Regions from separate parts of the Sus scrofa genome. Here regions 1, 3 and 4 are each linked to region 2. A link is a contact called in public Hi-C and promoter capture Hi-C data. All regions are on one chromosome and are shown on one strand. Each heading gives the region's core, a stretch centred on a gene start, on an enhancer-like site or on the middle of the called end of the contact. The rest is flanking DNA. Distances are from core to core; before and after follow the strand shown. Region 1 has its middle 550 kb from the start of NR2F2. Region 2 holds the start of NR2F2 (nuclear receptor subfamily 2 group F member 2). Region 3 has its middle 700 kb from the start of NR2F2. Region 4 overlaps LOC110261614 (a long non-coding RNA gene).

Evidence for each region. Promoter capture Hi-C pulls out the DNA fragments that hold promoters and counts their contacts. A called contact is a pair of places that touch in the nucleus more often than the background predicts.
Region 1: a promoter capture Hi-C map of liver shows a contact between it and region 2, with 11 times the contacts expected there. The contact joins the enhancer-like site here to the promoter of NR2F2 in region 2. A contact is called at or near these places in 1 of 5 promoter capture datasets (liver), 6 of 47 Hi-C or Micro-C datasets (embryonic fibroblasts, fetal liver, fetal skeletal muscle and 1 more) and 1 of 2 datasets of contacts at active chromatin or transcription factors (skeletal muscle).
Region 3: a Hi-C map of subcutaneous adipose tissue shows a contact between it and region 2, with 1.6 times the contacts expected there. The contact joins the enhancer-like site here to the promoter of NR2F2 in region 2. A contact is called at or near these places in 1 of 5 promoter capture datasets (liver), 4 of 47 Hi-C or Micro-C datasets (embryonic fibroblasts, liver, retroperitoneal adipose tissue and 1 more) and 1 of 2 datasets of contacts at active chromatin or transcription factors (skeletal muscle).
Region 4: a contact with region 2 is called in a Hi-C map of subcutaneous adipose tissue, with 1.5 times the contacts expected there. The contact joins the enhancer-like site here to the promoter of NR2F2 in region 2. A contact is called at or near these places in 3 of 47 Hi-C or Micro-C datasets (embryonic fibroblasts, liver and subcutaneous adipose tissue) and 1 of 2 datasets of contacts at active chromatin or transcription factors (skeletal muscle).

What each region holds. Positions count from the first base shown.
Region 1 is chr7:83,633,411-83,641,116 of Sscrofa11.1, reverse strand. No RefSeq gene overlaps it. Among named protein-coding and RNA genes, the nearest start is that of NR2F2, 550 kb to the right of the region's middle. Within about 2 kb of position 4,701, at least 3 of the 83 cell types and tissues checked have an H3K27ac peak or open chromatin away from gene starts, as enhancers often do. A contact at or near this core is called in fetal liver and liver, where this site is marked.
Region 2 is chr7:83,084,953-83,092,539 of Sscrofa11.1, reverse strand. It overlaps NR2F2 (nuclear receptor subfamily 2 group F member 2), which reads left to right and starts at 2,290. Exons shown (of 3, transcript NM_001190253.1): 1 at 2,290-2,595. The coding sequence starts at 2,553. It overlaps LOC102160410 (atherin-like), which reads right to left. Exons shown (of 4, transcript XM_021099351.1): 1 at 3,201-7,587. The coding sequence ends at 7,206.
Region 3 is chr7:83,782,696-83,789,791 of Sscrofa11.1, reverse strand. No RefSeq gene overlaps it. Among named protein-coding and RNA genes, the nearest start is that of NR2F2, 700 kb to the right of the region's middle. Within about 2 kb of position 3,306, at least 7 of the 83 cell types and tissues checked have an H3K27ac peak or open chromatin away from gene starts, as enhancers often do. A contact at or near this core is called in liver and subcutaneous adipose tissue, where this site is marked.
Region 4 is chr7:83,928,760-83,935,489 of Sscrofa11.1, reverse strand. The region is part of intron 3 of LOC110261614 (a long non-coding RNA gene); the gene reads right to left. Among named protein-coding and RNA genes, the nearest start is that of NR2F2, 840 kb to the right of the region's middle. Within about 2 kb of position 2,944, at least 9 of the 83 cell types and tissues checked have an H3K27ac peak or open chromatin away from gene starts, as enhancers often do. A contact at or near this core is called in subcutaneous adipose tissue, where this site is marked.

The DNA.
Region 1 (7,706 bases), core at 3,452-5,951, 550 kb before region 2:
AAGGATCTCTATATAATCAGAGAATATGCTCTGACTGCAATACAATTATATTTTTAATCAATAACAAAAGTCTAGAAAATATTCTTATGTATGAACATTTAAAAATCATCTCTTGTGGCCAATCTTTAGGTAAAAGAAAAATAGTAATAGGAGTTTTAAAGTATTTTCAGGAGTTCCCGTCGTGGCGCAGTGGTTAATGAATCCGACTAGGAACCATGAGGTTGCGGGTTCGGTCCCTGCCCTTGCTCAGTGGGTTAACGATCCGGCGTTGCCGTGAGCTGTGGTGTAGGTTGCAGACGCGGCTCGGATCCCGCGTTGCTGTGGCTCTGGCGTTAGGCTGGTGGCTACAGCTCCGATTGGACCCCTAGCCTGGGAACCTCCATATGCCGCGGGAGCGGCCCAAGAAATAGCATCAACAACAACAACAAAAAAAAAGACAAAAAAAAGAAAAAAAGTATTTTCAACCAAAAGAAAATGAAATATTGCATATCTAAATGTGGAAGTAAATCTTTTGCCAAATGGGATATTTATAATCTTGGTCACATATATTGGAAAAGAAAGAAGCTAGAAGTCAAAACGTTAGACATGCATCTAAAAAAATTAGAAGATGATATTGGCCAATTAAGCCCAAAGAAAGAAAAGAATGGAAATAATATTCAAAATTATTGGATAATATAAAACTAATATAAAATGACCAACAAAGTTAGAGTCAGACATGTGGATACACTAAAATAAATAAATAAATAACCTACAGTAAGACCAATTAAAATGAGAAAGATAATTTAAATAAAAATAATTAATGTTAGAAAAAGACCAACATCACTTCAGAGGCTGTACATATTAAGAACACCACAAATATTATAAACAACTTTAATATTTTTTAAAATTTAACTAAAGTGAATAGATTCCTTAAAATAGCAAAACTGACACAAGAAGAAATAGAAAAAAGTAAATCCATAATTGAATGCCATTGTACCAAAAAAAAAAAAAAAAGGAAAAAAAGTAAGGAAGGGAAGGGCAAGGGAAAGGAAAAGGAAAAAAGGAAGGAAGGGAGAGCAGAAGAAAGGAAGAAAGAAAAGCAGGCCAGAGTTCAAATGCCTTCACTATTGAATTCCATCAAAACTTCAGGGAAAAAATTGTGCCAATTCCATCACTAAGGAGTAAAAGAGAAACTTAGTCATGAAATCTTTTCTTGGGGAGAGTATAACCTCATTATAAAAACATGATTATAAGAGACTAAAGTTTCATTTAATTACTGCAATGATAAAATTATAGAAAATGAAATACAGTAAGATATAACATGATACTCCATGATAACTAATTTGTGCTGGTTCAAAGTAGGTTTAATATGTAAAGTAATCCTTGTGTTCACAACCTTAATCAAAAGCAAGAGAAAAACGTTATCAACATTATAATGGATGCATATAGAGTATCTGGAAGCCACTTAAATATGTATTTATGGTAAGTACATTGTGGTATATTAATACAATGAAACACTGCTCAGCAATAAACATTAACAAACTAGAGCTACATACACACAAGAACAAGTTGCACAAAGATAATAATGATCAAAAGAAACCAGATACAGAAGAGAAATATTTGATTGCATTTACATAAAGTGAAAAAAAAAATGAACCAGTGTTTTGATGCAAGCTTAGGAGGCATAAAGAAAGGAGAAGGTAGTTGCATAAGTGAGAGGATGATGATTACTTTCAGGACGAGCTATAAGAAGTAGCAATTGAGATGCTGATCATGTTCTATTTTGTGACATGTTGGGGATTATATGGCTGTTTATTTCATGATAAATCATTGAGCTGCACGTCTTTTGTACAGTTTGCACAATTTCTAGCTATATTTCATAAAAAAGCTAAAATGGTAAAATGGGATATGGTAAAATCATATCCCACTCACAAGGGAAAGATACAAATTATAGTATCAAAGGTCTATATCAAAAATGTGAAAAACTGATACTTAAAGAATCAGTATTCTAGTGACTCAAGGTAACAAATGCAAAACATCCCTCTTTTGGCCTTCCTTCTTATAGTACTTATACTTCAAGCAATGACTACATAAGTGTAGGAACATACAAAGAGTAAAAGCTATACTCCATATGAAGCAAAATTCTTATTTAAGGTCATTTTGAAATTCCGAACAATTCACATTTGAGAGAACCTTAGCCACCGAAAATCAACTGAAAGATTTTGCTCATGCTATAATTTTGAGAAATGTGCTTGAAACATGAAACATCAACATAAAACCACAATAGATAATTCATAGTTAAATTACTATACTGAATCATTGACTTTATCCATGTCATTTTAAAAACAACATCACAATTGCACAGAATGAATACTTTTAAACTACTTTGATGTGCAAATTCTTTATTGAGCACACCATTCATTAGTTAGATTTTCACGCTCCTCAAGGTCATGATCTAGGCATCATTTTTCTTTTATTACTTCTAAAAGCACTCATCAATAGGTGCTTGTCAGTGGTTTCACATAACTTTGAACAAACCAAATCTGAGGCAAAATCAGAGGTAAGAAAGACTTCTTAGGCAAGGATGATAGGTTAGGAAAGTCACACTTGAAAAGGGTAGTAGAGAAGGAAGGTCCCATCCTAAGAAAATTCTAAATGTGAAGGGGGAAAAAAAATGGTGGTTCTAGAGAGACACTGAACAAACAGACTCTGCTGGCAGATGGGACCAGCTGAGAATCCACTAGAAACCGAACATCTCTGAAACACCTAAGCCAGGAGTTCCCACTGTGGCTCAGTGGAAACGAATCTGACTAGTATTCAGGAGGATGCAGGTTCAATCCCTGGCCTCCCTCAGTGGGTTAAAGATCCAGCGTTGCTGTGACTGTGGTGTAGGCCAGCAGCTCCAGCTCTGATTTGACCCCTGGCCTGGGAACCTCCACATGCTGCAGGTAGGGCTCTAAAAAGACCAAAAAAGAAAAAAAAGGAAGCTCCTAAACTAGGTTTTACTGTATAGAGTTCACTTGAAAAAGGTTGGAGTGTGTATGGCTTGAAAGAAGAGAAAGTAAGACAGACAGGAAAAGAGTAGGAAAGGAGAAGACTGAGGAGGCTCTGGGAAGGGATCTGTTATCCTGAGATTCACTGCAAAGAGTGGGTACAGAGAGGAATAGATACCCAGGTAGCAAGTCTTGTGCCTGCAGCCAAACATAACTTACCCCACACACAAACATATTGATTTAAATGTTTGGAGTATTTAAAAGCTGTCTCCACTTCATTCACATGTGCTGGGGAGAAGGTGGCCCTACACTGCATGAATGTGACACCCATCAACAAATAGGACCTTCTTTTTTCATTTTTGTACCATTTTGTACCATTTGTACCATTTTTTTTTTTTCAGAATTATAGAGATGCATATCTAACTAACTTTTATCAGCCCATAGAACTCCTTTCTGCCTCAATTAATGGAATATGGTTTAAAATGGCTCCTGACAGGGATATATAAAATTACTAAAAATATGATGGGGCAGGAACCATGTAGCAGGTCAGGTCAAGCCATGTAAAGGGCCAGCCCTCTGAGCGGACTGCTCCTTCTGCAGAGAGATTAGGGAAGCTCTTGGTTAAGGGGCAGCAGAGGGCACTCCAGGCCACATCAGGTTAAGTTGTGGTCACTTTATCTCTTGTTGTTGACGCAAAGTCCTGAGGCCATGGCCCAGGGCTTTCCTGTAGAAATGTGTTTACAAGCAGGTCAAGGACTTGTAGACAGATAACCATTAGCAAAACAACTTTTCTATTGACAACAGAGCAAAGAAAGGTGTGTTTGCAGATGAATTATCACTTGCTTCTTAAAGGGGAAAAAAAAAAAAATCAGATCACTAAATCCCAGCTTTCTTACCCCAGGACTGAATTTTCTGAGGAGAGAAAGACAACTGCTTTCTGCTTTTCTCACTGTTCCATTCACACCTTAGGAACTGCAGAGCAATCTGTAATGGCTCGTTTTCAGCTTTCAGTAATGCCCACCAATTATCCACTTGCATTTTATTGAGACAAAGAAATGATTTTATGCCAGAGTTAGGAAAAATATTGGATAAACACTGAAAGAGCAAGAAAGTATTTAAACCTTTTGGACAAGTCTTAGGAGTGCCTTGTTGCTGGGGAAAGAGAATTCTCAAACTGCTGAAATTTCCTGGTTTGAAACTGTGCCATGACCTTTGGGTTGAAGATATTTTGGGTGAAATTCTCAATTTAAAAGGATTCACACAGAGGAAAGGTATGATCCTAAGATGTAGAGGCAAGTGGGGGAAAAGCAGAAGGAAACCAATCAACAAACAAACTAAAAGACTTACAATCCAGTTATCAGAACGCATGTGAATGAAAAGCTTTGCTAATGAATATGTTTAAAGCTTTGAAAACTGTAGCCTATTTCAGCTTGGATTGTGATGTAACTGGTGCATAGAAGCTGGAGAGAAATCCGCTTCTCCTGACATGGCTACTCTTATGCTAAAGAAGGGAACTCACATTTTCACTAAAGGAGAAAAAAATCTGAACTTGGGAGTCTACACATGGGTAAATATGAGCTGTCTCATTAGAAAGATACTTCTCAATTAGTTTTCTTTTCATCCCTCTTGCTTTTGGCTCTCAGCTCTCTTATGCACACCCCCACACACAGAGCCCTGCACTAGCCAAGGGTCAGAAAGGTTCCTGCCGATTTCTCTCCATAGAAGTCCTGACAATGTGGCATGTGCAGTGTCGACAATGACATGCCACTCAAAATCCCTCCCTTCAGATTGTCCCTCCCTTTAAAGGAGACAGCCAATGTGAAAGAAACACTTTTTCCCCCCCGGGGACATCTGACTTGCTTTTATTAACCCAGATACAAAGTGCCACTCAGAGGCCTCGGACAGTCGAATTCTTTATTCCCTTAACTAGCAATTCATTTGACCCTCAAGAACAGTATTAAAGCTCCGTCTTTTTTTATGTATTTCTTATTTATTTTATGCTCCCAGTGCTCCATGAAGCATGCTTATAAAAACATTGTCATGTACCGTAAAGTCTTCATATTAAAAGGACATTTTAAATGGTTTCATCTTAACATGCTTCTGTCACTCAAATTGGAAAACTTTATGCTAGTTCCTTTCCAAGCTGTTAAAGATTAGCTTGATGTAGATAAGGCTATTCCCCAAACTCATTATCTGTCTTCCAAATGCACCTTAAGGACTCCTTAATAAAGTCAAGGTTATGTGAAGAGTATTTTACTGAAAATCGGTGAATGACTATTAACAAATCTGCATTACAGAGGAGTTATTTTGTCTCTGCCTCTCATCTTTACCATGAATGATCCTTCTTTTGTAGTAAGTTTTTAAACAATGAGGCTATTTCTTAGCTTTACATCACCAGCAAATCAGTAACAACTGATCAGAGGCAGCTAGAAAATATCTCCACCAGTTTATAACAGATGTAGGCCATATATTCTATTACATACGTTGCACAAATATCTGTGACCGCAACATCACCCCAAAATTAAAACTTCTCCCCACCCTTACCTCTTCCTTCCTAGTGTTAGCACATAAAATGCACACTCACACACCCCTTTCTTAAATAAAAACATGAATAGTTACCATCTGACCATTATGTTCATTATGTTTTTAGTGCTGGTAGAAGAAAAATTCTGGTCCATACGATTAATGTAACAGGTATCTGTCTGGCTCCTTCAGATCTAAAAGTACAATGGGGTTGCAAACTCAATAGTTTTCTTGTCATCCCTTCCCTCTAAGTAATGGGAACTCTGCCTAGTGTTGTTTCTAGTATTTCATCTTCACTAAATCTGTACCTTTCCTACCCACACACGGCCAAGAGCACATGCTGCTGACCTAAGAATCACCTCTTTATTTTAGAGTCAAGGTTTCTGTCTTCCCTACCTTCTCCTGCTTCCTTCACCAGACTCAAGATCCCAGCATTATGTGAAATACGGCTTTCGAACTTCTGAGAAGCCATCAGGAGGGTCTTCATCAGGTAAGATTCTTTTTCCTAGAGGAATTTTTACAAATTGGCTCTTACAACCGACAAAAACGGTAAGCAAATCTTTTAAGGCTTGCTGAATAATAGAGAAGTGTTTTTGTCAGTTGCTCCTTTCTGACAAACCTGAGCCATGCTCACATCTTTTCGTGGAAAAATTTTTACCAGGGATTTTCCAAGCACTGGCTTTTCAGGAGTGGTTTTCTCCCTTTCTGATGTAAGTCAGATTAAAATACAGTGTATGTGAAGCATCTATATTTATTGATAATGTTGGTTCAGACCAAAATCACCATCTGCAGACATGTAATCATAGTAATTGTGGTGCAGGAGGCCAATGAGATAATAGAACATTTAGAGGGCACTTCATCTTGACCCCCGGAAATTATATTGGACCCATCACCATGTTGCTAAAACTGCACTTTTACCTACTCGAATATGAGTAAATGGAGTTTGTGTTCCCTGGGCCACACCTCTTCCATAGAGAGACTCATCCATTGTTTAGTGCTCTCCTGGTTGCCTGTGCTCCATTCCCAAACTTCTCTAGAGGCCACAATCAGCAACTTTCCTAATGGGAGAAGACGAATCTGGCTGCATATGACAAGGAAAAAGGACAAACGAAAGATTTCTTAAAGTTTTCCCATTCCTTTCCCCGCAATACATTCTGGGATGTTTTGATTCTGTGGTTTTCCCAAAGGAGGCCAGCCCTGCCTTCTGTCTGCCTTCTCTCCTCTTTTCCATCCTGTGTGATTCATAGCTGATGAAGTGAGGGTGGGGAGGCAGAGCCAAGGAGGCCTACGGTGTGAGCAGCACCGCAGTGGTGTCCCTGGCTCTCGTCAATGGCAGTCTCTGCGGCAGGGGTCTTCCAGGGGTGTGGATCAGTACTGCTACTCCAGATGGTCTCCACACAACTGATCCCAGTGCCTGTGGAGGATCTGTCCTAATGGAGAAATTAATAACTCGTGAGGAAAAAGGAAATAGATTTAAGGGACAGAGGTTGCAAATGAACCTATAACCGAAAGCCTTTAAAATATTTTTATGTCCTGTAAAAGAGAATCATAAAAGCAGCACATGAAATAAAGAAAATACCAATGACATTTTATACATTTTAAAATTAGTGATAATGAGTACTGTATATTTTAACTTCCATTTGCCAACTTTTACTTGCTATAAATTTTCGCTATCTTCCTCTGGCTCCTGCATCACTGAGATATGTGGAGATTAACAAGAAAAATATATGCCAAAATGTACTTAAAAACAAAAGCAACTCAAATAGTATGTGTATGATCAATGCTTTCTTGAATTTATGACTCAGGTTTGTTGATTTCTAACTTGAGTCCCAGTAAGGTCCTGAGAGCAACCCTAAACATAAGTTTTTCTTCTTCTGGGTTTCAATTCTTTCCCCATGATTCATTTTTGAACCATCCAACAAGAGGCAGGAAAGTACAATGGTCAAGCTAACACACATTTTAGACCTAGAACTGAATTAAAACCATAGATTCATCATTTGCTAGCCTTTTTTATTTCTATAAAAGTGAATAATAAAAGTAATAAATAAAGGAAAAATGACATATTTTATGCTACTGTTTAACCATGTATGACTCTGTTTTCTGATCCATAAAATTGGACAGTATTACTAACTTCAAAAATTTTGAAATTAAGTTATATTAAAGTATTTAACAAATATCTGTCCCCTCTCACCCATCATAGCCAACAACTAA
Region 2 (7,587 bases), core at 1,041-3,540:
GTCCATATAAAACAATTTAATTAGGGTGCTTTCTTGCTTTGGAGAGCAAAGAAAAAAATCTGCCCAGTGCTTATTGTATTTAGCACCAATACAGGCAGAAAATGTAGCACAAGTTTTTGGTTGAAAGAGCACCTCTGTGCCCATTGAAGGGCGTTGATCCGAAAAGACAGAAAGGACAAGTAAAATCGATTTGAAGCGACCCTCTCTGTCCCTTTCACACCATTCAGAAACTCCATTCCTTCTAAGACAAAGACCAGCGCCTTGGGAATTCTCAGGGGAAAAGAGGACTCCAGTCCCACAAGCCTAAGGCACTTTTAAAAAATCCTCGATATTGCACTTAAAACCTGCTCTTGGTTCCGTGTCCCCCGCATGCAGGTTTCACCAAAGGCACCCCCTCCGAAGCGTCAGTCAGTATGACTGACATCCCCCTTCTCTTCCTCTCCCTCGGCCTTCTGGCCTGACCAGACCAGCCTTTTAGGGTTAGTGCAGCCCTCACCTTTGACCCTCAAGATCGAAGTGGCTGCTACACTGCAGAGTGCAGAACTACAACGCAGGCCAAAGTTAAAACAAAACAAAACAGAAAAATATTTCTCTACTCCCAAAGCCAGGGAAATCAATTCTGGTTCAGCTGTCTGAGGCACCTTACCCAATAACACCTGCACCCTTAACTTTCCTTTTTTTTTTTTTTTTTTTTTTCTTCTTTTGCAATGAACTGCCCTAGCCACTCTAAAGGAGGGGACTTGGGTTGTCAGGGCTGCATTGCTGGGTTGTAGTGCCTTGTCCTCCATTAGGAACCTGAACGCCAGGTTATCCGATGGGCACCCTGGCTGGGGAAGGCGGTCATCGATCAGACCCGGCAGGAGAGGGAGGGAGAGGAGAAGAGAGGAGGGCCAGGAAGGGGAGGGGAGAGGCTGGGCTGTGCTCACCTTCACCTGCCCTGAGCCTGGCCCCCCTGTTCAGCCATCCCTCGACCTTCTGCTGGGGTTAAAAGGGGCGGGGGCGAAAGGGAGGGGGCACCCCCAGTTACACAAGTGGCCTCCTTCTATAAGAGAATGAGTTCATCACCTCCCCAGAGGAGCCTCACCATCCATCCACTCAGTGTAACTGATGAGACAAACCGCAAGGAAAAACTTCTGTAGCCCATATTTATGGTATTAATGAATAGTTAAAAAAGATTTACACTTCTTATGATCAATATTCTGAGTTATTTCCCTCAAAGTATATAATTACAGTGTCTTCAGAGTTTTCATCATTGTTTGAGGTGGCAAAACCATTTGTAATTTTCATTAGCCAGTAAACATGTAATTAACATTCAGCACTGTGTTTAACTTAATTCCTGTTTAAGACAAGGACAAGAAGCAGCCGAGGAGCGTTAGTTCCATTTGTCAAGTCTGACATACATCTTACCATAACAGTTTCCTAAAATAAAAGATCCGTGTTTCCCCATTATTCTTCTCTTAAAACAAAACAAAACAAAAAAAATCCATTAGTTAAAACTGTATTAAACTGCGAGGGGCAGAATAGTTTATTCTCAATTTTTGCTAGTTACTGTATTCCTGCTTCCATTCTTCATTTTGGGAGGTGGATGAAGAGAGAGGATAAAGTAAGCATTCATTATCTGAAGACATGGAATGGGGAACCCCTCCCCCCAAAAAGAAATAGGTTTCCTCTTCAGGAAAGTTCTAGAAGAGGGACTGGGAAAGGGGGGGCATGAATCTGTAGGGGAGAGGGAAAAATCATTTGGTGGTGAGGGGGTACCTGAGTTAAAAGTAGAAAATGAGGATTCCAATGGGTTCCTAGGAAAAATGTTGCCCTCCTGTTTCAAGTTCTATCTTTGATCCAGGGTGAGGGGAGCCTGCCTGCCAGTCTGTTAGGCTGCTGTTCCCCCCCCTCCTCTCCCACCTCTGTTTTTTTCCAACTTGCTTTAGGATTAGCCTCCATCCCTCTCGACCCCAAACAGTGGAATTTGGCTGTGCCTTGGGTCGTCTTTGCTCTGCAATATCGCCTATAGTTGTTGGCGGTTTTCTGCTGAGGCTGAGCGGTTTGCTCCAGCCTCCGACTAAACTCATTAAGTTGGGAGATTTTTTTCAATTGGACGGGTGTTTTTAAAGTCTCGTCTTTCCAGCCCCAAACAAGGTGTAACAACGCACTCTTCCTTCTAAGGAATGAGATGAGAGACAAGGATCACTCCAGACATCTCCTACCTACGGTTTGGGGTTTTTTTTCTTAAAGGCGAGGCTTGCATTCCTCAGCAGCTATGTACAAAGCTCCCTGAAACCTCGTCTCTCTAAAGTTACTGTGCTGGGCTTTCCAAGGCTGAGAGCGCCTAATACATGGGGAAGCACTTCCTTGAGGTGGAAGATCTCTCCCTTCACCTTTCCTCTTTTTCCCTGCAGGCTAGTGCCTACTTTTTATCAGTTTGCACAATCGCTTAGATAAACACCGAGGAGGAGATTCTCTTTAATTATCAAAGACACATCTTTTCAGGGGGCCAACAAAGCGTTTATTTCACCCGCCAAACTAAAGGAGAGTTATTCCAGTTTAGAAGGAAGATGCAAGCGGTTTGGGACCTTGAACAAGGCAAATATGGTTTTGGTATGTTTACTTACAGTATTTTTTTTCTCTCTCTCTCTCCTTTCTCACTTTTCTCCTTGTGCTGTGTGGGGTTGGGGATGACTTGGGGTTTTTCAAAAAATCGGATTGCTAACATGTATGAAATGCCTAGCATTGTGGTTTAAGGGGTTCGGGGAAGGGGGGGACAGTCAATTCAATGCATTGCCATATTTTATTACATGTGTGTGGTAGGAGAGTGGTGGAGGGGGGAAGAGGGGAAAAATACAATTGCAAAGCTGCCAAAATATGATTAAACCGAAGCGTAAAGACCGCCGTGCCTCCCATCTCCTCGTCCTGTCTCCTCAAACTCATTTCCTTCGATAGAGCAAACTAAAAAACAGTCCTATAAGCGTGTTTTTCCAAGCAATAGACGACTCGGTTTTCTATCAAAGGAGCTGCTAGGCTCGCACTAAGTGTCAGAATTTACTGTTCGATTTGCCTCTGCGCTGCATTTTGCAACCTTGTGCAACTGACATCCAGCCAGGCAGGGAGAGAGAAAAGCTCTGCCCGGCGCCCTCGGCCGCGGCTCGGGGGAGGCGAGCGCTCGGTTAAGCTAGGAGGAGAATCGCAACGAGAAGGGTACTCACCATCGGGCGGGGTGGTGGAGCTGGCGTGCGGATTTCAGGCAAACGTGTACCTTTTTGCTGTCTATTACAACCGCTTCGGGCTGACTTAAGCAATTCTGTGCTCTGTCCAGAACGTTCAAGGAACGGTTCCTCATTTTTAAAAAGCCAGCGAGAGAGACGACAGAGACAGAGAAAGAAAAAAAGAGAGGAGGGGGTGAGGGGGACGCACATAAACCCAGTTCAGGAAAAAAAAAAAAAAAAAATCATCACCTCTCCGCCAAGTGACTCGGGAAACGCAGAGGTGGCGAGATCCGAGTCCGGTCCAACCAAGCCAGGGCCAATTAATTTTAAATCCTGAAGAATTATTCAGATTAAAATGTACAGAAGTTTCATTCTGCTATGCCTACGTGAGCCCAAAGTCGTTTCCCTTTAAGAGCTCTTTTCTTTTAAAGTTGAATTTTAGGCAGCGAGGACTCTTACACTAGGGGGCAGACAGATACTGTACTTGCTCCAATCTTAAGCAATTTTTTCCCTCCCAGCATATGCTCTGATTTAGCACTGTAAATTTTTCAGAGGACCCAACTCTGACAGCCCCTGGTGATTTTCAAAGTACCACAAGCCAGTGGTTAAAAATTGCATTGACTTGGAAGTTCAGAGAGACACAATGGAAGCCCCTTTCCCTATTCACGGAGCTCCAGTGTGGTGGAAGAGAAAAACACACACGGACTAGATTGAGGGGAAGGAGGGATTCAATGAATCCTGGTGGACAGAACTGGTTTCTACTGAGTTCAGAGTTAAACTCACCATTTTCTGGGGTATGCATTCATATTGTGATTTAATTTGTGGAGAATTACAGCCATCAGGCCACTTTCTGCAAGAAAATCATATTCCTGGGTGGGTTTTTTTTTTCCCCCACAGTAAGGCAAATGTTTTTCCAACTTTCTCCAGCCAAATTAAAGCTTGCCATTCTTCTCATTAAAATAAATTTACATCTGCTATAAAAGACGGGGCTGGATTTTTTCTAAACTATAAGAACATATTGATATTTATCTTTTAGCCTTAGAGCTGTTTTATTCAAGAGAAATGAGCATTTCTTAAGAAGACATTTTCAAATAGTTTACCTTTCTTTTTTCTTCTTGTATACAGTAAAATTAACTACAAATGAGATGGTTATCTTTGTTTTGTTTTTTGGCTTTTTAATTGTTCCGCCATAACTGAATGAGTCCTAAAACACTGAGTAAAACACCTCTGACTTCATGGCAGCCCTGTAGTTTGTGCCTATCAGCTCCAGATCTGTAGGAGATGGTTGGGAAATCCTTCACTTTAAATCTGAGGCCATCAGAGCGTACTTCAAATACCAAAAAAATCTCTAAGTGGACCAAGGAAGCTCTTCCTCCTCCAAATTTCCCAACTCCATGTTTGTAAAAGATGATTTTGCCATGAAAGTGTCTGCACTCAAGCAGCAAGTTTAGGATTTCCCTATAGTCAATTATTCTTATCTTCTATGAAATTGAGATGAGGATACCCATTAGATTTCCTATCTCAACCCCAGCCCTACCACATCTCTCCTGAGTTTGCCCCTCATCTAACATTCGTATCATTAGGCAATTCCTCAAATTATAGAGATTGAAAAGAAAAGGGGGAAAAAAACCCTTCTCTGAAATGATTTCTTTTCCATCTTTCTCTTCCTCTTTAGGAGAAAGTTATATTGTGTCTCTAATCAACCTGAAATTTGCTGCCTGGCAAATTTGCTCTGTGGCAATCTCATTACAATACCAGGTCCATGATAGTTTAGTGTCTATCCATTATAGGTGTTTAAAAAAAAAAACTTTCAAATCATCCCAGCACATGCAGCTTTGGTGAAATAGGTGATTTCAGCGAAGAAAGGGTGAGGGCTAAAAAGGTTTCAAGAATGACGCATAAGGAGGATCTTTCCTTCCCTAAAAACTAGCTCCTATCTGCCTACACTTCTCTTAGCTCCTACCTTATATTCTGCCTATGTGTGTAAAAGGTATTGAATGCAAAGTACAATCTACACATGTCAATTATATGTATGATTTATTTTTAATCCTTCAACTCGTCGATTTTTAAAACTATCAAGGATGCTTTCCTGTGGTAATTAATTTACCCTTTACATGTGTTCATGTTTCCTGAAGTTCAGTGTGTGTTTTGTGTAAAATATATTAATTGTTCATAAACCTGTTGGCTTACCAGTCTATAGTTTTTTTCTTGATGCAAAGAGTGTATGATGGAGTCACAATTTTTGTACTAGAAATGTTGAAAAATCGTAATCCACTAACTGGTCACAGTAGCACAGAAAGGTTACTGCATTGGAATATAGTGTGTTCTGGGGGATGGGGAGAATTCTATAAGTTTGATGTTTAAAACCAAGTGCTCTGGAAGTCAGAGGCACAACCAGCTTGATGATTTTAGCACACTGAACAGAATGGCACAGTCAATGAAGTTGTTCTCATTGCAGTAAATCCCTTGAGGTAGAATATGGCTTGTGCACGGTTCCTGGTTCCTGTGAGCTAAACTTGGTGTTATTCCCAATTTGGGGCAGAATCTCTGGGTGTGTTTTAATGACTGTATGAATGCCTAAAAGGAACTTGAGGAGCAATGAAGTCGTACTCAACTGTTCTATGACCTAGAAGCATAATCGTTGAAGTCTTTGTCTGTGTACATTGACAAATGTGCATCTGATACATGTGCGCTTACATGTGTGTACAGAGGGTATGTACTGGAGATGCTGGGAGGCTGCCTCTGCAGCGGGCTAAAAGGTCTTTACTACTGGTGGTGAGAGAATGCTGGCTTGCAAGTTAGCTAAAGCTAACGAGAGAGGATAAAGTTAAGGCAAACTGATTTTAATTGTGTCACGACAATGAGATGAAGTCTATTTGTGCTTCTCAGCATCCGAGATCCTTTATTTGAGCAATTAAATTGTCAGGCCACTTACCTGTGAAATGTTAACCCTACAAGGAAAAGAGCCACCGAACGGCTCTTTTTCTCTAAAAAAGAAAAATAAATAGCCACCAAACCAAGCAAGTGATCACAGTTGATTAAGGGAAGGATCTACCATCACCCGGATTTGACCAAATCTTTCGTTTGGAAAATGCCTTGTAAGCTGGGTTCGAGGCACCTTCCCATCCCCGCCCACTAACCCTCTGCAAAGAAACCGGGGAACTTTTCTCTTTCTCTGGCACTGTGGGCACAAAGATGCGCCGGGAGTCCCGGGTGGTGCGCGAGCGGTCGATTTCGTGGCATTGCCAAGTTGAGAGACGCGAAGTCCTCAATTCCATCCAAAGCCTCTTGCGGAGCCTTTAAGAGGCGTTTTGTGTGCGCGCCCCGCGCTCCTCTCCCCGCTGGGGCGGAAACCTCGGGTGCCGGGTGCGGAGAGAGCGGTGGCCGTGCGCCCGGGGCCCAGCGTGGGCCCATCCCCCGCTTGGCGGCGGCGGCGGCACGGCTGCCCCTTCGTCGCCCCCCCTTCGCCCCCCTCGCGCTCCGCGCCACGGCCGCGACACCGCTCGCGCTAGGACCAGGCTGAGCCCGCGGCCGCCATGGCGGGGCCGCCGCGCTCCGGCCAATGACGGCGAGGGGGCGGCGCGCGCGCGCCTGGCCAGGCCAACCCCGGCTGCTGCCTTATAAGGCGCGCCGTCGCCATGGCAACGTGCGCTAAGTTGCAGCAGTCGTGTCAAAGTTCACTATATAGAGAGCTCAGTGAGCTGATCGCGGAGAAGCCACTTCTGCCAGCCCCGGCGCCTATAAATCGCATTCCCTCCCGCGCCCCCCTTTTTAGCATATTTGATCACTTTGATTCTCTGTTCTTTTCTCTCCGCGGTGTGTGTGTGCGTGCGCGCGTGTGTGTTTTCTTCTCCTCCTCCTCCTCTCCCCGAGTTGCCTTCTTTCTCCCGGTGCCGTGCTGCCTTTTTTTCCCCTCTTTCATTCTTTCTCTCCGTCTTTTTCTCCCCCCTCTGCGCACGAAGGATGTGCTTCTAGGTGGTGATCTGCCCTCCTCTCTCTCTTTTATCATTTCTCCCCCGCCGCCGGCGAGTTGACTCTTTCCCTATGTGTGTGAGGCGGCGGCGGCAGCAGCAGCAGCAGCGGCTCCGGCGGCGGCAGCAGCGGCTTCAGCGGCGGCGGCGGCGCTAGACGCGGCGGCTCCGGGCCCGACCCGGCGGTTTCGGCGGCGGCGGCGGCTCCAGCAGCGGCGGCGGCCCAAGCGGCCCGCAGGGAGCGGCGAGCGGCCTCTATCCGGCGAAAGCGGGCGGCGGCGGCCGGAGCGAGCGAGGCGCGCGCCGGGCGCCTGGGGCAGGCGGCGGCAGCGGCCCAGCGCCAGGACGACGCCGCGCAGCGCCCGACGCGGACCACTTTCATGCTGATTCCCCCGGACCCGGGCAGCGCTCCGGCC
Region 3 (7,096 bases), core at 2,057-4,556, 700 kb before region 2:
AATGAACTTCATGTCACCAGGTCTTCTACTTCTGGAATCATATCCTGATGAGCTTGACTTAAACATAATGAAAGAATAAATACTTATCTAATGCTTTGCCTGTAATTGGTGTCAAATAAATATTTGCTTCCTTTCTCTCCTCCTCCCTTCTTCCCAAAGCATGGGTTCTGAAACTAAAGTCATCCCCACTAAATAAATATGCTCCTTGTTGGCAAGGATCAGTACCTGGCACATAGCAGGTACTCTGGTTATAAACACATTGTTATAAAACCCCAATAACTTTGAGTTTTAATCCCCCACTTGCTAATTACTAAAACTCTAAATCTTAATGGCTTATCCTATAAAAGCAAATGATTAAGGAATAATTAAGAAAATTTCCCACAGTAGCTTGCACATAGTAGGTTCTCAACTAATAGAGGTTCACATTTTCACTTTCTTCAACATCTCTTCTCTGTGTTAACCCTTTTTCCTTTCTGCTCTTTCATTCATAAATACAAATGATTAACCCCCCCCCAATCCCTAGAGGCCTATGAAGTTCCCCAGTTAATTAACATTTAGCATGTACTAAGCTCAGATATGGACCTGGGTAGCAACACGTTAGTAAATCAAGAACCCCAAGATCAGGTCACTACATTTTCATGATACCTGTGGGCCCTGTTATTTTACTTCACTGCTCCTCAAGGGAATCCCCAAACCTGCATACTGTTTTATCTTGTCATATACAGAATCATTGAAATTTTTAAAAACCAACAGAGGAATATCTGCTTTCCCACTCTGTCTCCCATAGATTAGAATTTTAAAAAACTGTTATTGTCACATTGACTGCAAATGAAGATGTGGGAAAATCAGGAGATGGGAAGGTTTATTCCCTAGGTCACACAGCAGATCAAGAGTTCACTAGTATCCCAAATGCACAAAAATGACACTCCAAATTTTTATTTTGAAAAACATTCAAGCTTAAGGAAATCATGACTCTTACAATGAACATCTACATACCTTACAGCTGGATTGATCTGTTATTTTGCTGAACTATCTGAGCGTAAGCTGCAGAGAAGATCCTGAGTATGTAACACTTGGTCAGGCATCTCCAAGAAGGACATTCTCTTACATCATCGCAAAAGTAGTTTTCTCATCTAAGAACATTAACATCGATTAAAACTGTGCTTGATATGCATTTTAAAACCAGATTCCTGAGTGTGCTTGACCTAGGAAATTTTACTCTGAAACTAAAGTCTCCCTCACTAAATAAACATGCTACTTGTTGGCAAGGACCCAGTATCTGGCACATAGCAGGCACTCTGGGAAATCTTCTAGTCCCTTATCACCATGCTCTGCTCTGTAAACTCTGATGATGGTTGTCAGAATCCCACCCCTTGATGGACACAGGAGGACAGAGAATTAAGAACAAAACGGAATATTTGGAGGTACACTGTTGGATTTGAATCTAAGCTCTGCCATTTACCATCCATGAAATTGACCCAAATAAACTGCCAGGTATTATTCATCATGATGATCACAGAGCTTTGGACTCTGAGAAACTCCATAGATTTTTGTGTGTAATCACTGTGGCCCACTGGGAAAAAAAAAAAAAAAAGCCCATCTCCACATTGTAAAAGAAGATAAAAATACCTATGTCATTGGGTTTTTATGAGGTTAAATGAGGTAAGGTGTGCAAAGAGCCCAACCCATAATTGATCCCCTACCAAAGGAAAAAAAAAAGTAAAAAAAAAAAAAAAAAAAAAAAACCTTTGACATTTTCACAAAAAAAAAAAAAAAAATCTCTTAAAAAAAGAGGCAAAAGCAAAATAGAATATAAATAACAATATAATAAAAATAAACTCTTTGTGGAGTTCCCGTCATGGTTCAGCGGAAATGAATTTGACTAGTATCCTTGAGCACCCAGGTTTTATCCCTGGCCTCAGTAAGTGGGTTAAGGATTTGGCGTTGCTGTGAGCTGTGGTGTAGGCTGCAGACACGGCTCAGATCTGGTATTGTTTTGGCTGCGGCATAGGCCGGCAGCTATAGCTCCCATTCGACCCTTAGCCTGAGAACTTCCATATGCTGTGGGTGCAGCCCTAAAAAGGCAAAACAATAAATAAAATAAATTCTTTCTAGAGCTTCAAATGGAACCCCGGAAAGACTCCGAAAGAGAGAAGGCTCAGGCTGGCTTCATTATGTTGGCTCAGCTGCCTGAATTACAAATTGGGCAGGGTCTCTAGCTGAAGATGTTTTAGGATTTTAGGAATAAATATATGGATTATTTTACTAAGCGCTTTCTCTAAACTTAATAAAATGTTAATAATATAAATAATGGTGGTACCAATGAACAGGAAAACTAGAATTTTGCCTATTTCTGTTTCAGTCCAAATCTTACTGGCCAACAGAATTGCTTCCAGCCTAGGTGGGGGTCATTATCCAAGGATGCAGGGCCTCTGAAAATCCCATCTTATTAAGGATTGTTGGGCCCACATTCTGAGGGGAAGTCAGAAAAAGGCAAGAGGATTAACAGAGGGGTTCACATTTTTAGCCCATTTTAGGGGCCAGACACTTCTAAATACTTGATAGACATTTTAAATTAATTCTATTTAATAGACATCCTGTGCAAAGTTATGGTACGATTTGGCAGATACCCCAAATGAAGCTCAGAGGACTATTTTTTTTAAATGACTTAGCAAAACTATGTTCAGAATTCATCTTTAAATCTTTTGAGATGATTTTTATTTATTTGTTAACTTATTCTTCTATTTAAGTTATTTAAAAACATTCATTAGAAAAGTTCTATGATGAGTATGTTTTTTATTGGCATAAGAATTAACCAAAGCTAGTGACAATGATAGACATTGTTTCAATTAAGCCCTCAATTAACATTTTTAAAATTTCTAACCCTGTATCTCCCAGTGAATGACTGTCTGACCTCGGGAAATCTTCTAGTCCCTTACAAACACGCTCTGATTCTTTTTCAATAAAAATGTATCTTGAATAAAGAACAGAGGTGATAGCATACGTTTAAGTAGATAATAGAAGATATAATTTTTTTCCTAGGGGAAGGCCAGAAAATTGAATATTTTTGAAAGTCAACAAAGTGCCGCTGCGACTTTCAATTATTTTCCATTTCCATGCTGCATCCAAACTTCCTGATTCCAGCTGGGATTGTGATCAAAAATGCAAAAACATATGTAGAAAAGTTATTCTTGTGGAACATCTGACCGGAAGCAGGAAATGCAAGATATCTCATGGGGTTGCCTATTATCAAAATATACCCAGTCCGGCAGTGTACAGACAGGAGGAGTTTGTCACCCAGATAAAGAGAATCAGAGACAATCCAGTATAGCCACATCATTGTGAAAGAAGAGGGAGGAGACATGCCCTTCATACGGCTTGGTCTGTGGTCCATTGCTGTGTCACTGTGTGGCTTTGTCAAGTCTCCATTGCTGCCAGCGCCATGAAATACATCAACAAAACGAATCTTAATAGGCGAGAGCTTTAACATACACATCCTTCAAATAATCTTATATATGGGAAAAGTCCTATAATTATTTGTCATTGATAAATAAGAGGTAATTTATACTCAGATTATCACAGTCATGCTATTTCAATGCACAAAGGAAAACCGACTTTGCTATTTGAATTTAAAATTAAACATTTAATTTTTCCTGTAAGTTTTGAAAACATTTATTTGAGCTTTCCCAATAAAATTAAATTCCATGAAAACATGTATTTTAATTACATGGTGATTAAGTTCTATCCTTTTCTTTTTGTAAATTAGAATAAATAGAAGAGAAATATTCTTCAAGAATTCTAGCCAGGTATCGTGAACCCATCCATCATAAAATCATTGGCACACAGCAGGCAACTGGAAAAAGGATACCTTTTAAACTCAACTGGCATAAACGTGTGTATTTATTTTTAAGAAGTGGAATATAAACAGACATGCTGAGAGCCAAATGTTTTATGAATAAAAAAAAAAAATATTCCATACACATACACACACACAAGCACACATACATATAAAACTTTCCCCAATGGACCATGGAGGATTTATGTGGATGTGAACTCTATTTACTGTTAGTATTAAGGAAATAGTGCCTTTTTAACAAGTTACTCATGCCTGGAAAAAATCCCAGTTTTGCAAGATTCTTTGCCAACTGTCCGTGGGAATCACGGGGATGGGAAAAGTTCAAATTTGTTTTAAAAGAATTTGCTTAATGGAAAATCTAAAAAAAAAAAAAAAAAGTAGAAGAAAACCAACAACCCGCTGTGCTAATCTTTTGGTTAAATAAGAATAAAGTATGGCCTGGTTGCTTATACATATTTTTTTTTTCCTTGGCATTATTTTAAGAAAGGGAAAAAAAAAATAAAACTTTTCCTTTTTACACTACCCATAAAGTCATAGTTAGGACTTGATTTCAGTGATCCAAAGGCAAGATGACTTGCTGGCTTGGGTTAGCCTAAAACTGCACCAAAATGGGGCAGGAGGGCCCTCAGTCAGTGCCGTAAAATCAGAGCCTTGGCTCCTCATTTTCCTGCCATTTTCTTACACCCCTTTTATTTTCTGTTCCAATCAAACAAAGAAGTCTGGTTACAGTGTTGCTGTCAATTTCCAAACTACAAAGGACTAAAAAAAGCTGACAGTAAAAGCCCTGGAACTCACAGTTTTAAAATATAATGATTCTACATTTCCTAGCACCTAGGGAGTGCCAGGCACAGTTCCAAGGGCTTTTATATCTTCCTTTCAAGTCTCACAACACCCTTATCAAATAAGCACTCCTATTTATTTATTTATTTTTTATTCTCCCTTTACAGATGTGGAAACTGAGGCCCAGGGAGATTAAAGAGCTTCCCTGCATCACACAGATTCTAAGGGGCAAAGCTGGGGTGGAAACACAGGTGGGCAGGTTCACTTTTGCTTTTTACCTCTTAGGCTGCTTCCTTCCAAGAAAATACATTCCATGAATTCTTATACCAAGAGATTTGATTTGACTTTATTACCAATTAATGTGGTTCTAATTTGATATGACAGAACCTGCTTTTCATACAATAGGGAATGGGAAAATGAAAGCTTTGTTTTTCCATTTCTGATAAAACAGATGTGAAAGTTATCTTGTAATCATCTACCCAAAGTGTGTGCCTATTCTTGTTTTATTCTTCAAAAGGACATGGGCAGAAGCAAGAGATGTAACCAGGCTTCTATCTAGAGACAGTTCTTATCCAAGTAAACAAACCGAAACCCATCTCCATCCCCCGCCCCCAAAGAAACCTTGATAGTTTACTCTCTAGCAAAGAAAGGTGCTACAAGGAAAAGTCTAAATATTTTCTTCTTCAACCAAATTGTTAATAATTGTTACGAAAGCTGGTACTCCTGGGTAGACGTTTCATTAAAAAGAGGTTTTCACTGTCTTAATATTTATATTTTTAAAAAAGAGTAGTTGAGCATGTTCTAGAGATTCTGCCCATCACTTATTTTTAGCATTCATACCCTTACAGAAAAATAGTAAGTTGGGTTCTTTTTTCCCCCTGCATTTATATTCCTTGATTTTTTTTCCCCCAGAATTTAATATCTAGGTGATTGCTTTTACTTGGCACTATTGGGAAACACTGCCAGTCCAGATCTAAATATTTTCACATACAACTACAACAACGAAATTGTTGCTCTGCTAAGCTCCTTTGATTTATAGAGCTTCAAAAAATGGATTTCAGATGCAATTTTGCCAAGTTGTAAACCAAGAAGTCTTAATTTAAATTTTTTCCTGACAGGAACGCTAATTCTTCATCTGAGATAAAGTATTTCAGGATTTTCACACACATAAAATAAGGTCTCTAAATTGCATTCAAGCTGTTATTATTCGCACTATGGCTTTTTTAATACCCTGATATGCAACATAAATGTACAATATTTTCACTGGGTAGAGTCCCATTGGAATGACTAGGAGAAAGTTTATGCCACTCATTCTAGTTATAATTTTTATAGCAAAAATACTAGTCAGCATTATTTTATATGAGAGTTGAGGATACCACTTTAAGTTTACAAAAGAAAGTTGAACTTTCTAATTGATATCATGGAATTTCCCTAGGGATCATACAATTCATGGAAGTAACAAGCATGTACTTACATTTTTAAAACATGAAATTAACAATAATAGCTTCTACAGACAGAAGAATTTTATGTGATACTTGATTGCTTTTCATGTTGCTATTAAAATACACATGAAAAACTGGCATTTCAAATCAGGTGAGAAAGATTAAATTATTGAGTAAATCCTATTGAATAAACAGCTATCATTGGCTGAAAAATAAAGTTAGACCCCTCCTTTACATTATTTACCAAAATAAATCCCTATGTATTAAAATTTAAATGAAGAGAAGAAAAAGAAGAAATGAATGAATAATTATTTTCATTCCATTAATGTGTAAGCCTTCAGTAAATCGTTCAGTTACAATGACTGCAAGGGGAAGTGCTTTGTAAACAAGATACCAAAGGAAAAATGATTGATAAATATCATTACATCGGAAAAAAAAAAGTTTTGCATTAGAAAGATTGCTGTAAGTAAACTTAAGGAAAATAAAAACCCGAGTATACTATTCCAAATATGTGACTCATCGAAAGACAACATCCTTCATAAATGAAATGATTTTACAATCAATAAGATGACTAGCACCTTGATAGAAAAGTGGTCAGTACATTTACCAGTGTAGATACAATTTTGCAGGTTAAAGGAATGTGAATTAAAATAATTTGTTAGAATTTTCACTTTTGAGATCTGCATTAATTAGTGCTGTGAGAGATACCATATGTGTGGTGCCACAAAGAGATGAAAGATTTCTGGAGGACAAGATTCTTGAATCTAGAAATTTCTCCCTTAGGACTTAATCCTAAATAGGGATGTCCACTAAGACATCAGCTCAAGGATAACTACAATAAAGTATATAATAGCTAAAATTTGAAAACAACATAGATTTATAGAAGGATTTTTTGAAGACAGTATCAACTCATGAACTGAAGTATTTCCGAACATAAAAATCATTATCTAAAAACTATCTTAAATGGCATGAAAAATTATCCATGTTATAATGTTGAGTTAAACATCTCATTGCAATA
Region 4 (6,730 bases), core at 1,695-4,194, 840 kb before region 2:
ACAGAACTTGGGTCTTTATTAGACATCCAACTGAAAGAATGTTGGAGGATAAATAAGTGAATGAATGAATGAGTCTTACTGTATTAGATAACTGTTGCTGTACAATAATACAGTTGTTTAAAAGGCGCTGTTTGTTATTGCTTGTGCAACTGTAAGTCAGCTGGAGCTTTGCTGATTAACTCTGAGCTTGGCTGGGGTGATTCATTTGGGATGACTGCCTTTTCCATGTTCTTCATTTTCCTCTTGGAACCAGACATGTGTTCCTCAAGGGCACAGCAGAAGCACAAGAATGAAAGCAGAAATGTTGAAAGCCTGTTAAGGCATACTATCATGGCCACCTTATTCGTTTGACCACATAGGGCATCTAAGTCAAGGGACAGGTCAATATATTCTTCTCCTTTAGTCACATGACAAAATTACATATCAAAGGGTGAAGACACAAGGAGAGAGAGAAAATCAGTCTCAGTCATGAATCCAACCAGTTAAGAAGGAAATACTGACAACCATATCAAGATAGAAATAGAAAATTGGTTGCTTACCATAAATACCATTTGGCCAAACTCCATATCATCTCTTTTATCCTCATATCATCAAGTCAGGCCATTACTGACTTAATGGCCTATGTGATCTATAAATATTTACCAAATTAGATTGGATTACAGATAGCAAATACATTAGTCAGAACATGAAGAATCTTGATATCTTCATTTTTATTTTTTTTTAAATTAAAGACAATAGATATGGAGGGTAGATGAGTTAGGAATGCAAAATGAAAAGCTTTGAACACAAAATATTTGTACTTTATGAATGAAGACACTTTTATTTAAATTTACATACTTCATGTTGGAAGTTGGTTTAAACAATGTTCAAGGTCCTAATAGTAGCTCATACAATGACCTTTTCAATTTTAAATGAGCTTGGAATGGGTCATGTAGGTTTTTCTGGGGCTGCTTCTTCAGAGTTTCTGCTCAGTTCACTGAGATGGTGTTAAATCTCCAATGTCCAGGCGTTGATTTACCAGGAAGAGTATAGTTCACTTAAAAGCAGAAAAAGCCCTGGCAATTATCAAGCCCTGTGAATTCCTGGCCCTCTTCCTTGAAGGCCCAGTGGGGCCTACTCAACTGGGCCAACCCCACACCATGCACACTGGACTGGTGGTCCTCTTATCATAGAAAATTCCACCAGTGCAGCCAAAAAATACAAAAGGAAGCACACAAGAAAAAAATGTGAATATAATATACAGGCCTGTGGATTGAGTTTTATGAAAAGAAAAAAATAAAGGAGGGGAATTTTTCTTAGCTCTTTTTCTAAGTCCATTGCAGTAGAAATAATGGGACAAGTGGTTTACCAAAAGTAAACAGTTTTACTATTTTTAATGACACTGAGAGGATAGCTTTAAAATGTCTCTCCTAATTTTGCCCTATAATTGGATCATTTAAATTTGACTCCCTGATAAATAGAATCATACTTTTTCCCATGATTTGCTATGCTAAAGAGTTTGTATTTATTAAAGATATGCAGATCCAGATATTCCCACCACATCTTTCTGGCTTGACTTTAGTTCCTAATAAAGTGTAATATCAGAGCTCTGCCCCATAGCTAAGAAACATTAAGTTCCTGGAGGAAACAGGATTCTTCTGGTTGTTTTTTAAACCCACTAACATTGCTGAATCTTGTCCTTCTGGTTTCAGAAAATATAAGTAAAAGATGGGAACATGCGTTCCTCCTTTGCCCAGTTCTGTCTCCCAGGTTTGTCTATTTCAGTATGAAGAGTCATCCTTAAATGGACAAACTCCAGTGTTTTAATTTCTCTCCATTTTCTGCTGAGAGAACTTTTAAATAATCAGCTGAGTGTGTAAATGTTGAATCCTGATACTATTTGAGCAAAAGAGCTATGACAGAGTTCTCACAGCCATCAGTAAAATTCCTTCTAATGGGATTCTGGACCAAGGAAATGCAAAAATCCCTAATAAATGTCAGGCAGTGCTCAACTTCTAATCCATTGCCTACAAAACCTTAGGAAAGAAATTCATTTATTGCTAGGAATTGCTACCATCCAAAGTTCTCATTCATTCTTTCCTATTCTATCATTTACTTGAAACCTGGGTAAGACACGCCTTGGAGAAGGGGGCAGGGGAGAAAGAACTGCCACAGATGGGAAACTGAGCTGCTTTACAAATATTCACAGCTGCCGCTTTCTGTAGCCATGCCCCATGTTCCACTGGACTCTCAAAAGGCAAGTTCATAAGTTATTTTGCCATAAAAGGGAATCAGCGCTTAAATCCAGCTTCCCAAAGACCTCGGACACGAAATTACCACAGCACTCCCTAAGGTCCAGAGCACAGATTTTGCTCTCCTCCCACATGCCTATCCCTAAGAAAAGAGTTTTCCCACTAGATAAAGTAATTAAAAGCATTCTCAGAATAGAAAACAATACATTTGTGGCTTGAACATGAGCCTATTTTCAGAAATACTCAATTTATTGCATATTTACAGTTTGATATTCCAACAGCTGTGAAACTCTCATATGAGGAATTTAATTGCTTATAAGAAGAAATAAAGCATACAGGAGTAGTTGTGTGTGTGTGAGTGCTTGTGTGTGCCCATGTTGTTGTTCTGCCTACCTCTGATTTGTTAACTAACTTCAGGGAGAATTCCTAAAAGACCTGATACACCAGCCCATGTGAAGTCACTGGTTATCTCTAAATGGGAACCACGATTTTTAAATCCTGTCTAGGTAAATTACCTTTCCAGTGCAGGGTATTTCCTTTTAGAAGATTCCTTGGGAAGGGCCTCTAGGGAACTGACTAACTTTTTAATGGTTCACTCAGATTAAGAGGAAGGAAATGTGAACTCCTCTGGGGGGAGGCACCACTCTAGGCCGTCTGCATCCTGTAATTCTTCCCAAGTCCGTGAATCATACTTTTAAGACGCCTTTTCAAGGGCATTTGTCTTCCTTTAAGAGAAGGCCAACGCAGAAAAGACAAGGTTTAAAATAGGTCTCAATCAAGCCTTAGCCATAAAAACAATTGCCTGATTCTCCCCCTGTCTATCTGGAGAAGGTCTCTGAGTGTCCTTTACCTGCACGCCTGCCTCGCTCACCTTGCACAGTACTTGACTTGGGTTGCTTTCATACTTATTTTGCTTTCAGAATTAAGATGATTTCTAATATCATCCAAGCATCTTTAAGCTATAATTCTGGATTGTGTTGTCCATTGCAACCGGCTTCTGAGACTGATTTCATGTATGCAGTAAAAATATAAAGAAATGAGCTACCATAAGAAGCCTTTTCCAAGCCCTTTTAGATAGCAATCTTACTTTTAAAACCATGTCTTTATTTAATAAAAATAGTTTTCTGTAGGCAAATATAGACTATGTTTTTAAGGTCTGAACACTTTTGAAAATAGTTTTGGTAGTAGACAGAAGTGAACAAGGTAAATTTCTGTACAAGAATGAAGTAACAATAGCATATTTCTAAAATGCAATATCAGTTTCTAAAAGTAATATTGATTGTATTGAATCTTTAACTGTATCACAATATCAGTTTCTCAATGAATAAAGTATATTTGATTGATCATCTACCAAATGGCAGCTTGTAATTTTTTTAAGGTACTAACAAGAGTGGATATGTTCTATAAAAATGCAAAAGGACAAATGCAAACAACAAGGCATACCTGTGTGAACCCTAATGTAAGCCAGAAATTTTGGATCATTATGAAGTGCCAATGTAGGCTCATCAGTTGTGACAAATATTCCACTCTGGTGGGGATTTTGATAATAAGAAAGGCTAGGCTTATGTGGAAAATCTCTGTAAATTCCATTCAATGTTGCTGTGAACCTAAAAATGCTCTAAAAAAATGAAAACTTTTTAAAACATGTCCAAAAGTAAATTTAAATTGTATTTAAATTAACAGAATGCTCAGGGTTGGTTTCTACAGATCTGCAAACAATCCCTTCTTTGTGATTCCTTAATCTGAGTCTCCAGAAAAATCAGCATTTATTTATGTGTGCTTGTATGTGTGCGTGTTGGGGGACCTCTATGGCCACCATTCCATATTGACCTCAATTCACATGTAGCAAAATGTGATTCAGGCTGATGTAGAGTATACGTAGTTTTTATCCCCATTTGGAGTGAGTAGTCATACCCACTGATGATGGTGGGTAATGTATGGATATATGTGTCATATTACTTTTCAAAATCCTAAGAATTCTGAATTATAAAACACACTTTACCCTAAGCATTTTGAACGGGAGATTGTGTACCAAACATGCTGAATGATAGAAAATAGCAAAGGAAGAAAACAACAGAAAGGGAAATAGTGAAGTTCTATTTTATCCCTTCCCTGATTTCTTGGGAGATTTGGTTCCTAGGTGTCCATGTAGAGCCCCATGATTATAATGGTCACTTTTTATTGAAATTTACCATCAGTAATAAAGTGCAAAACCCTAGAAACATAATTATGATTTTTACTCACATATATATATCTTAGAGGTTTTATATGAATACCTATAGACCATATTTTGTTTCTTTAAGTCTATTGCAAGTGAGTACCCAGAAACATGTCTTTCTTTCCTCTTAACCACTGGTGACTATGATTGCATGGTTCATTGCTTTAGAACAAAAGGACAACAAAAATATTGGAAAGCCAAGTGTACATTCAGTTTTAGCAAACTTAGTTTCAAGGAAATAGTCCAAATAATATCCTCCAGGTTTAAATTTTTAAATGTAAGGTTTTTTTAAAAAAACCTTACATTTATGCTCCTATGAATGTCCCTCAACATGGTAAGGCCTTATTAAAATAAAGAAATCAAGACACTTAATTGTGTCAGTTGAATGTTTCTGAGCCATACTATTGACAACAGATAAAGATTTAAGTGACTTTATACCTTTGACTCTGAGATAAGATCCTAGATAAGTAGTCATTCAAACATACAGTGTGACTACTTACATTTAAGTTTAGAAAAAAAAAAAATAAGTTTAGAGATATTTTCTTTTCTCTCTTGTTGGTTCCCTTATCCTAGTCTTCAATTTGAATATTTCCTGTACTTTCTCTGCATACTACTGAATTCTTCCATATACTTGCATACACTTCATATACATTGAGCAATGCTTGAGCAGGTGAGGCAGATGCCTTAACTATTCAATGCTTATCCAATGCAATGCAAAGACCATTTTGCTTTTAACAATATTCTGAAAAAAATATATATGTATATTTAAAAATACTCAGTTTTTACCAATCTTTTTAAAATATTTTAAAGAAAATTTGTATCTAATTTTGCTAAATATTATGATTATAGAATTTTTTCAAACATAAGAATCACAGTGATATGAGCACAGATATTGAAAGATGCAGTGGTAGATTCTATTTCTTTGGAGCAGTAGTTGTTTGAGATGGCAAAACTGAATTAGTTTTGTTCAGTGGTAACTTCTGTGTTATGGTTTTATGGGGAGACATGACTTAGACCAGTTCCAGATCATCCTGAACCTCAGTGTCCTTCTCTGTAGGGTGGCAGTGACTGTAGCTACCAGGCTAATGGGAAGATGGTAGGAAATTAGTCAGGCACAGTTCCTGGAGATCCCCATCTCTGGAAGCCTCTGCACAATAGAAATTGCAAGGTTAGCAGAGGCCAAATTTCCTAACAGTCAATTTCATCAAATGTTGCTATGTTAATTTTCTTTCCAAATACCATTATTGACATCTTGATTCCTTCGGAGGGCCTAAATCAGGTGCTGGGGAGACAGGGTTGAATAAAGCATTGCTGGAGGCTTTGAGATGTTTTGGTGTAGGAAAATTTCTTTCCTCATAAAATGTTTAGTGTTTAATTCTGTGTGAAAAAGTAAAAAAAATGTGAGGCCAAGGATTGAAAGCATACGTCCGGAGTTTGTTGATGAAGGAGAGAAGAATGAAGGAAGAAAGGAAGGGGGGATAGAGGAAAGGAGAGAGGGAGGGAGGGAGAGAGGGAGAAAGACCAAGAAAAGATGGTCCAGTCTGCAGGATCCTTATTAAAATATTTCCTGATGCTTGAGCATTGAAAGAAAAAACATCATAGATGGATTCTAATACTCTAAACCTGCAATCCAATTGTATAAAAGCATAAATTTAAGTCTACATCATTTTGGAGAAAATAGTTAAATATCTTTTATTTTTATTTAGAGCTGATATCTATAAAAATCTGTTCAGCTACACAGATCCATATTATAGAGATTATATATACAAATATTTTATTACTTATGCATAAAACATGATTTGTTGGGGGATATAAACTATAGCTTTCTCAGGTATCACAGCTACTTGATTGTTCTGAGTATTGGCTTTCTGACAGGGTTTGGAATGAAGCCATTTTTATTAATTTAGTTATTTTTGCTGATATAAAAGGCCGTCTATCATGTTAATGATGTATCGGTCTGCGGTCCCACCGAACAATAATTACAGAATGTTCCTAATAGTAAATCATTTGTCACAATCACAGCTCAGTACAACAACCTTTGGTTGAGCAGTGGAAGACATTATCTGAATAGCAATACACCTTTATGTGGACCCATTAGAGGAAGCTAACACCCAGTGCCCTGCAAAAACCTGAGATTCAAGTCTGAAATGACCTCCTTAAAAATCTCAGCTCAGGGATGTGTACCTGCCCTGCTGAATTTTCTGCAGTGTTAAACTTATCTGATTGGCTGGAACCAAAACATTCTGGCAAGGAGTTCCCGTCGTGGCTCAGTGGTTAACAA